2 separate regions of the Mus musculus genome follow, and region 2 is linked to region 1. Evidence: chromatin contacts called from public promoter capture Hi-C data. All regions are on one chromosome and are shown on one strand. Each heading gives the region's core, a stretch centred on a gene start, on an enhancer-like site or on the middle of the called end of the contact. The rest is flanking DNA. Distances are from core to core; before and after follow the strand shown.

Evidence for each region. Promoter capture Hi-C pulls out the DNA fragments that hold promoters and counts their contacts.
Region 2: a promoter capture Hi-C map of hippocampal neurons shows a contact between it and region 1, with 7 times the contacts expected there. The contact joins the promoter of 4930478P22Rik here to the enhancer-like site in region 1. A contact is called at or near these places in 3 of 39 promoter capture datasets (the C10 cell line, hippocampal neurons and liver), 1 of 15 datasets of contacts at CTCF or cohesin (large pre-B cells), 42 of 484 Hi-C or Micro-C datasets (the AtT-20 cell line, the Ba/F3 cell line, the C10 cell line and 26 more), 5 of 115 datasets of contacts at active chromatin or transcription factors (the 230-238 cell line, bone marrow-derived dendritic cells, hepatocytes and 2 more) and 1 of 9 other capture datasets (embryonic stem cells).

Annotation. Positions count from the first base shown.
Region 1 is chr5:35,167,112-35,171,363 of GRCm38.p6, forward strand. No RefSeq gene overlaps it. Among named protein-coding and RNA genes, the nearest start is that of Gm31601, 7.9 kb to the left of the region's middle. Within about 2 kb of position 1,895, at least 33 of the 459 cell types and tissues checked have an H3K27ac peak or open chromatin away from gene starts, as enhancers often do. A contact at or near this core is called in the 230-238 cell line, Sertoli cells, cerebellum and 2 more, where this site is marked.
Region 2 is chr5:35,359,525-35,363,776 of GRCm38.p6, forward strand. It overlaps 4930478P22Rik (RIKEN cDNA 4930478P22 gene), which reads left to right and starts at 2,029. Exons shown (of 4, transcript NR_046060.1): 1 at 2,029-3,119.

The DNA.
Region 1 (4,252 bases), core at 645-3,144:
CCTTATTCAACCTCTTGCCCACCATAGGGGGTTGCATGGGACCATGGCCACTTTATGGAAGGGCAGACACTACCTTAACATTGTACGTCTGGGAAGGAGCCCAATGCCGAACACTTCTTGGGGACATTTGTCATGGTGACTTGAAGTCCTATAAACCTTGGCAGGCAGAAGGTCCATGCATGTTCTCACCAACATGAAGACCATTTATAGACAAATCTTTTTGGGGGGGGGCCCAAGGGAATGCTGGATAGTGGCTCAAAACAGACTATTAGGTACTTGTCTGACAAGTGTGGTCCAGCTGTGGTGTTGGGGGAGCTCAGTTGGTTGAGAAAGCCAGGACTTGGGAAAGGTCTGAACTGTAGCTCCCAAAGACATGCCCACATGAGGCCTTGAAGCTTTGCTGACATCACTGGGGAGAAAACATCTTTACTAACCCATAAAAATCTCAAGATGAGCTGGCCCTGGATCACTTGGGTGGATCCTACATACTATGGCAAGCAAGAAGATAGAGGAGACCATGTGATCAGAGGCCTTTTTCCTCTGAAATGGAAACTTCTGGTTTCTTTGGAAAGCCAGTTATGCCAAATAATGTTTTTCTGGGGCACACAGGTGATAGGATTCTTTGTTAAAGCAGACGTGTGAAACAAATATGTGATATTTAGAAAGAATATAAATATGACCCTAGAGATAATGGGATCCTCTACCTAGCTATTCTTTGATGGCAATACACACGGATTGGTTCACCTTACACTGCATTGCTGAGCTTCGCTTATGGTGATGTCATAGAAAGAAACTCGCCACAGAATTCATGAGATTTCTGCTGCTTCTCTCTGCTTCCTCAGACTCTGTCCAGTTGGTGAGTCCTTCTGAATTTCTTCTGGATTGAACTGCCCTTGCTGCTTTGTGTGTGGTGTCTGCTGAGTGGACTGGTCTGCAGCTGCTGATTCATATCTGGTGTTTGCTACTGGACTGGACTGAGAACAATGAAGATTGAAATCACCCCAAAGAACTATTTCTAAACAGGTCTACTTCCCCTTTGTCCTAATAACCTTTCTTTTCCACCACATCTGGTGGGTGGTGGGCTAGAGGGGAGGTTGAACCCTTATTAAAGTAGGCTGAGAAAAATTTATGCCTACATTCCTCATTGAGATCATGGTCACCAACTCTGAAGTAAACAGCCTTCAGCCAAAGTCCAGCAGGAGTCCAGGATCTGGAGAGGCAGAAAGGTCTTGTCAAACCTTGGAAGAGACATGGCTGTCACTTCATGTCAATCTGGACTTCTCCAACTAGCGTGGGGTTGAATTCTTGTTAAAGTATTTGTCCGTGGAGACAAGAAACAGACTGGCTCAGTGAAGACCTGCTCCTGTCCAGCTATATGTGGGATGTGATAGGATGGGCTCTTGGGAGCCCCTGGGATTTAACCAGCACCTGCCCATGCCAGTCTCCACTGCCTTCCCACGAACTGGTCCTGTCCGATTGCTGCTGTCTGTCATCGCAGGTCTCAGGAACTAGTCAGAAGCTCAATGAGGTCTAGGGGCTCTTGAGAGGCTGTGACCTTCCCTGCAGAGTAGGTGAAGTCCATGTCCTGGAGTGAGAGACTGTTTGTGAACCACAGTCACCTGGGGCCGCTCTGTCTTGCTTGCCCTGCTCTTTGGTAGTGTCTGTCCTCCCACAGAGAGCTTCACTTCCATGGTGTACAAACCTGGTCATAGAAACCCTTTGGTCCCCTTGATGTTACCCTGGCCCTGCCTGTCTCCCAAGGTCTGACTGAATCCAGGCTTGTCCAGAGCATCAACCCCAATTCCCACCATCTTCTCTCACTCTGAAGCCAACCTGTGACCACCTTGTTCCCAGAGACTGGGCTCAGGCAGCCCCTCTTGTGTGTGACTCACAGTCATCCCGGGGGACCAAGCTGTCACAGAATGAGTCACCCTGTCAAATGCACAGCATCTGTCAGTCTTCTCACCCACTGCTATTTTTGAAATCCTGTCCTTTCTTTGCTGTAATCACTTGGGTCCGCTTTTCACCAGAACACAAGTCTGCTGTGGCTTCACTGCACGCTGAAAAGGCTGGAACTAACGGTGCTTGTTGAACCAAAGCTAGATGTTGACAGACGTTTCAGAAGGAACCAGGTGATGAAGGTCTCATTGTCTCCAGGAGCTACTGCAAGCTGTGGGTGGGCTTGTTGGGACTGGCCCACACACTGCAGATTACGCTTCTCAGATCCAATGGAAACTTGGCCATTCAGTCTCCAAGTCCTGACTGGGTGACTTCCTTTCCTCCAATAGGACGGTGTCTCACAACCACCACGTAAGCCCAGGGCCAGCACAATCCCCCTGCTTCAGCCATCTGAATGCCGAGTACTGATTGTAGGTGTTCGCCGCCAAACAGGCACAGGTGTAGCTCAGGCTGCCCCTAAACTCAGCCTCCTCAGAAATCTTCCTACTGTGTGCTCTACCATGACCAGCTCAGATGGGACAGAACAGACCTCTTGTTACTTACACACACACACACACACACACACACACACACACACACACACACACACACACACACAGTTACTGAGAGCCAGTCCACCGAGACCCACATGGTAAAATACTTATCCCAGAAAGAACTTTAGGAGCCATATGACCATGAAGTGGAACTGTTGGCATGAGATCGGTGTGCTGGCAGGGGAGCCCCAGAGCTGCCCACTCCTCCACTCCATTGAAGACACGGTGGGGAGAGGACTGGCCTTCTGCCAGTGCTTTAATAGCAGACACCAGACCTTGAAAAGTCAGTGTCTGAGGCTGATGAGCCCAGGCTGAGCTATGTCATTACACCAGAGTGGACAAAGACACAAGCATGAAAACCACAGAAAAGAGAGAGAGAGAGAAAGGAGGAGATGGAAAGGGATATGAGGCAGGCATGGAGGAAGAAACGTGGGGAGGAAAAGGACACACTCTTCACTGTGTAGGAATCACTGCAGGCTTGGGCAGCATCAATGCAGCCTTTGTTACAGCTTGAATCTGGGTTGTCCCTGGGGCTCACTGGCTTTTGCGGAAGTAAGTGGATTCTGGGGGCTCTGGACAGTCAACGGATTAATTCTTTAATAGGATTGTAAAACAGCGATACTACTGGCAGGTGGGGCCTAGTTGGGGAAACACTGAAGGTGTGCCCTAGCAGTCTTGTCTTGTCTGTTCCCTGGCCACCAAGACTTGCAAATTTGTCCTGCTAACCACAGACGCACAACATGGAGCCACCTGGCCACAGGCTGACACCTCCAAATCTGTGAGCCAAAATAAACAATTTCCCTAAGTCACTGATCACAGACACTTCATTCCAGTAACACAAGCTGACTAGGCAGGAAGCCTTTTAGTTCATTTTATGAATTTATACATAATTTGACGCCACCAAGATCTTCTGCATATGGCAATTTTGAGACATGGTGCAGAGTAGACCAGGATGACATGAGGCAGACTTTGACAAACACTGTCTGTCAGATGCTGTTTTTGACGGATTCTCTGTCCCCAGGATGACGACCGATTTTCCAATGCAAAAACATCCTCGTGACTCACATCACTAAATATCAGCTGTCACCCTCGGCTTACAGAACGGCAATAAAAACGGCCATTATGTGGCTCTGCATAGCTTTTTTTTTACGGGGTGTGTGGGGGGGGGAAGAGAAAACATTTTGTTCACTAATTGCTCCTGAGTGGGGCTCAGCTTGCCAGTGGTTTAGTGACTAGGAGTTTGGCACAGGTGCAGCAGAGGGGACTGGCCAGCGTGGAGATGGATGCTGTCTGGGGCACAAGGCCAGCTGAACAGCCACCAGGGACACACTCTGAGAACTGTCTTATGTGAGCATTGTGGCCTGGATGCTAGCAGGGGAGATGGCACATGTGGCCACTGCAGGCTACAGTGGCAGTGTTTATAACATGCCTCCCTTCCCCCCTTTTTCTTTCTCTCTCTCTGGTCTGCTGTCACAGGTTTTTTCCTCCTTTTCCTCGCCTCCTTCCTCTAGATTTATTTATTATATGAGTGTTTCTTAGAATGCACGTATGCATCCCATGTGCATGCAGGCAGTGTCTGCAGATGCCAGAAGAGGGTGTTGGGTCCTCTGGACCCACAGTGGTAGATGGTTGGACACAGCCAGCTATGTGAGTGCTGGGAAGCTGACATGGGTCTCCCAGGAAGAGAAGACATTGCTTTTAACTCTGAGCCATTTCTCTAGCCCCTTTCCTCTTAAAAAAAAGTCTTTCATTTATTCTTT
Region 2 (4,252 bases), core at 779-3,278, 190 kb after region 1:
CGATAACAAACTGGGAGTGTGAGAGGAAACATTCTAGTAACAGGCACAGCAGGTGAAAAGGCCCCGAAGCAGTAGCTGAGCCAGGAGCCTGTCCTTGGGTCCCTACATCAGAGACACCAACAAGCTGGAGTTTTCCCCCAGCAAGTCCTGAGGCACAGCAGCAATGTAGCAAATAACACCATTTCTCCTGAGAATCTCATTGAGGCCAACCCAGCTTTTTATTCTGATCTGAATTACTAATATTGTCGCTTGCATCGCACAGCACACGGTGAGCATATGTATGTATATATGTGAGTTATAGAATGGTACAGAGCTCAAGATTTCAGAAGCGAGCTGATAGAAATGTAAATGGAGTCGGTATGGATGAGATAAGGATCCAAACCATCTGCAGAGAGGCTGCTGCTGTGAATGAGGTGGGGCATGGACCGAACACGGAGATGGGGAAATGGGGAGTGGGGAGTGGGGTATGGGGGTGACGACATAGATGGACTAGAGGGAACTGCAGGGATAAAGAGACAGAACCAGGGTATAGGTGGAGAAAACATATGAACTATGGGTCAGACAGGTGATCAGGAGAATGGGCTGACAGCCCGTAAATGGGCTGCATCTATATGCATAACCAAACCAGTCTGAATAGTCTATCTGAATGACAGGCTGATGGAGGCACTGTCATAGATATGCTGGGATTCAGGTTCTTGGTCTTGTGTATCCAATACATTCTTGGCCTTGGTTCCTCTATTTTGTACCCTTGTGGGCCCACAGTCTCAGTTCGTCACATTGGGTGACTGGCTCCCTTCCCACTCAGGACTAAGTCATTTATTCACCCAGGCTGATACATGGGGTTCTCTTCATGTGCCCACCTAGACATGCCATCATCCTCCATTCTCACAACAGAGTAAAAAGTCGCTTGTAAAATGGAGTCTCACAGAGTAGGGCACAACCTCTACCCCCTGCCCAATACCACATTGTTGTATTCAATAGGAACAACTCAGAGCAGGGCCCAGACTCTTCTCAACAGAATCCTAATCCCTCCCAGAGTCTATGAATGTGTGGATGTCTTGACCTCAGCAAAGGGGACTCTTGGGTGCTGGCCAGCTGTGTCGAACTGGGGAGAGTGCCCTGACATAGTGTGTGGACCTGATGGTAAGAGGCCAGTGCCAGGGGCAGGAGGAAGACATCTGGGAGCCATGAGACACAGCAGCCTCTGCACTAGAAAAGGCACCAGCCTGGCCACATTGGCTTTAGCCCAGTGGGCCCAGTGGGACTGGAGTGTTGGGGATCTCTGCAGCTAGCAGACTCCCCTTAATGATACCACACAGCCCAATCCTGCCTCTCCAAGCCCAGATCTTCCCCATAGGCAACTTTGAATAGCATGGCTTCTTTGCCAGCCTACTGTGAGTTATATATGACAGCACCCCTCACTCCACCTGCCCCAGGCACCACCACCCCCAATCTGGACTCTGTCAGACTCACCCAGGCATCCTCTGGGACTCCCATTCCTTCTACAACCTGACAGTACCAGACTTTGACACAAACCCCCAGCTGTTCCACTCCCCACCTTTCTGCCTCCCCGGGCCCCACCCATAGCACCCCTGCCTCTCCCCGAAGTCTCTCCTCTGGTTCCCACTGTTTCCAGATACCTGCACTGTCACCTGGCCCTTGATAATGCTCCCGATGGCCCCACTGGAGACATTGTGGACTTTCTGATTTCTCTCCCCGACCCCCATCCATACCCAGCCACTGGCTCTCAGCACATAGGCCAGATGGCCAACTTTCTTAGCTGGTCTACATGCATTCTTTCCAGAGAATTCCTGGGGAAAGTCCCCACTTTGTAGCTACACACACAGCATTTCTCCCTCTGAAAGATGGCCACTTCCTCTATCTTCTCACAATGGACTCTGGATACCGAGTCAAGGGTAGTTTCAGGCCCAGCTAAATGGGGCCTCATGCCTCTCCATCAGAGGTGGGCATGTGTGACAGTTAATATCAACTGTCAACTTGACAAGATCTGAAATCACCTAGGAGACAGACCTTCAGTCGTGCCTGCCAGGGATCGGTTAGCATCCTAGCATGCTTGTGGGATTATCTTGATGGGATTGAGGTGCGAAAACCCACCCTAATATGAGTGACTCCATTCTCTGAGCTTGAGTCTTTGGTGGCATAATAACAAGGAAGAGAGCTAAGGAGCAGAACACATCCCTCTGTCCCCTGACTGAAAGTGAAGTGACCAGCTGCCACCAAGACTTGCACAACATAATGGGCCGTGCCCCGATACTGTGAGACAAAACCAACACTCCCCTAAATTGCTTTTGTCTGATATTTCATTGCAAAACAGGAAAAGAAACTAAGACGGGGCCTGTGGTTTTATTTACTAAATCTGTCTGTTCTGGGAGGTGCAGATCACGGGTGCCAGCCCTTCTTCACCCACCTCATCCCCATCTTAAAGCACAGAGAAAGCTGGTCGATGAGTCTGCTGACCAGCAGGGGGCGCCTGCCCAATTCTGATGGTTTCCTGCCTATAGCTCATGGATGCAATTTGGAGGTGGCCACTGGGTGGCACCATTATGTCACATATGCCTACTGAGAATCCTGTTGACTGCTGGACAGGGGACAAGTCTGGAATCCAAAGCCCTCATCTGGACTGACTCTGCTATGGGGACTCTGCATGTGAGTGTTAGGCAGATATCCTGAAGGAGCAGGCCTGGACCTGAGCCTCCTAGGCAGGTCTGAACCCAGGATGCCAGAGCTCTCCTGGAGCAGACTGTCCCGTTGTCTACCACGTCAGGTTGGGGACCCAGGATTCTAAGATGAGAAGAGACAGACTTTACCCATCTTGATCCCTGAGTATATCTTCCTGTCTACAGCCTGGGGGTCTTTGTCCCTGGCTCAATTTCACTCACTGGCTTCTGTGGCTGAGGGTCCTTGGGCTCTTACCTCTGTGGAACCTAAAAGCCCCTGAGAGGGACGTTGAATGAATTCAGGGTAGACAAGCCCAACCCTGGGCCAGAGCCTAAACAAGACAAACAGCCCACAGCATTCATTTTGGGGAGGTTGGGCTGGAACCCACTTGGCACAGAGGACCAGGAACTTGGAGGTCTCATAGGGAGGCTTACAAGTTGGTAAGTGAATGGGTTCTGTCTGTCATCTTAGTGTGCAGAATCTCAAATGCGGGCATAGCCCCTGTCACGCAAAGAAGTCATACAATATGACCATTCAAGGTTTCCTTTCAGCACTTACCAGTCTGGCCCTCCTTGAGCCAGGTGCTGAGAGCCAAGCATTCCTGGCTTTCTACATACTGTGAAGTGCTATGCCCGGGAGTCAGCAAGCAGCAGTTTCTGCCAAGCTCCTTGGCCTTTCACCATGTAGTACTTCCTAAGTGCCACCCAGGCCCAAAGGGGGTGGGGCTCCCTGTATATCTCAGTCCCAGAGCCTGGCATTCAGGGTACACTCAAGCCCACTTTCAACCCTTCTGTCCATCCAGGAGGTCCTGATTCCCACCTCTCCTGCCCTCAGAGTCATCCCAACGTGTCTGCTCACCTTCCAGCTGGTTCAAGCCACCGTGGCCTTAACTGCCTGTGTTAACTACCTGGTTTATTTTATTTCTTTGTGGGTTTTTGGTTTTGCTTTGATGTTTATTTGTTTGTTGTCGTCGTCGTCGTTTTGTTTTGTTTTGAGGTAGGGTTTCCCTGTTTAGCCCTAGCTATCCTGGAACTAGCTCTGTTGAGCAGGCTGGCCTCAAACTCACAGATACCTCTGTCTCCCTAGTGCTGGGATCAAAGGCTTGTGCCACCATGCCTGCCTCTACCCATTTTCTTTTTTGTTGTTGTTGGGTTTTTTTTTTTTTTTTTTTTGGTTTTTGCTTTTTTGTTTTGTTTTGTGTTTTTTGTTTTTCGAGACAGGGTTTTTCTGTATAGCCCTGGCTGTCCTGGAACTCACTCTGTAGACCAGGCTGGCCTCGAACTCAGAAATCCACCCGCCTCTGCTTTCCAAGTGCTGGGATCAAAGGCATGCGCCACCACACCCACCTTCTACCCATTTTCTTAAAGGTAAACTGGATCTGGGAGTTCTGAAGCTGCCATGAATAATGCAGGCAGTGCTGTCCCCCACCACCACCACCACACCTCTGCCCCAACACAAACCAGAGGGAGGCCTTGATTTCATTCATGTTCTAAGTAGGGCAGAGGAGGTGGTTAGGAACTCAGGGCAGAGGCAATCCAAGGTCAAAAACCTTGGCTCTTAAACCTCAACACAG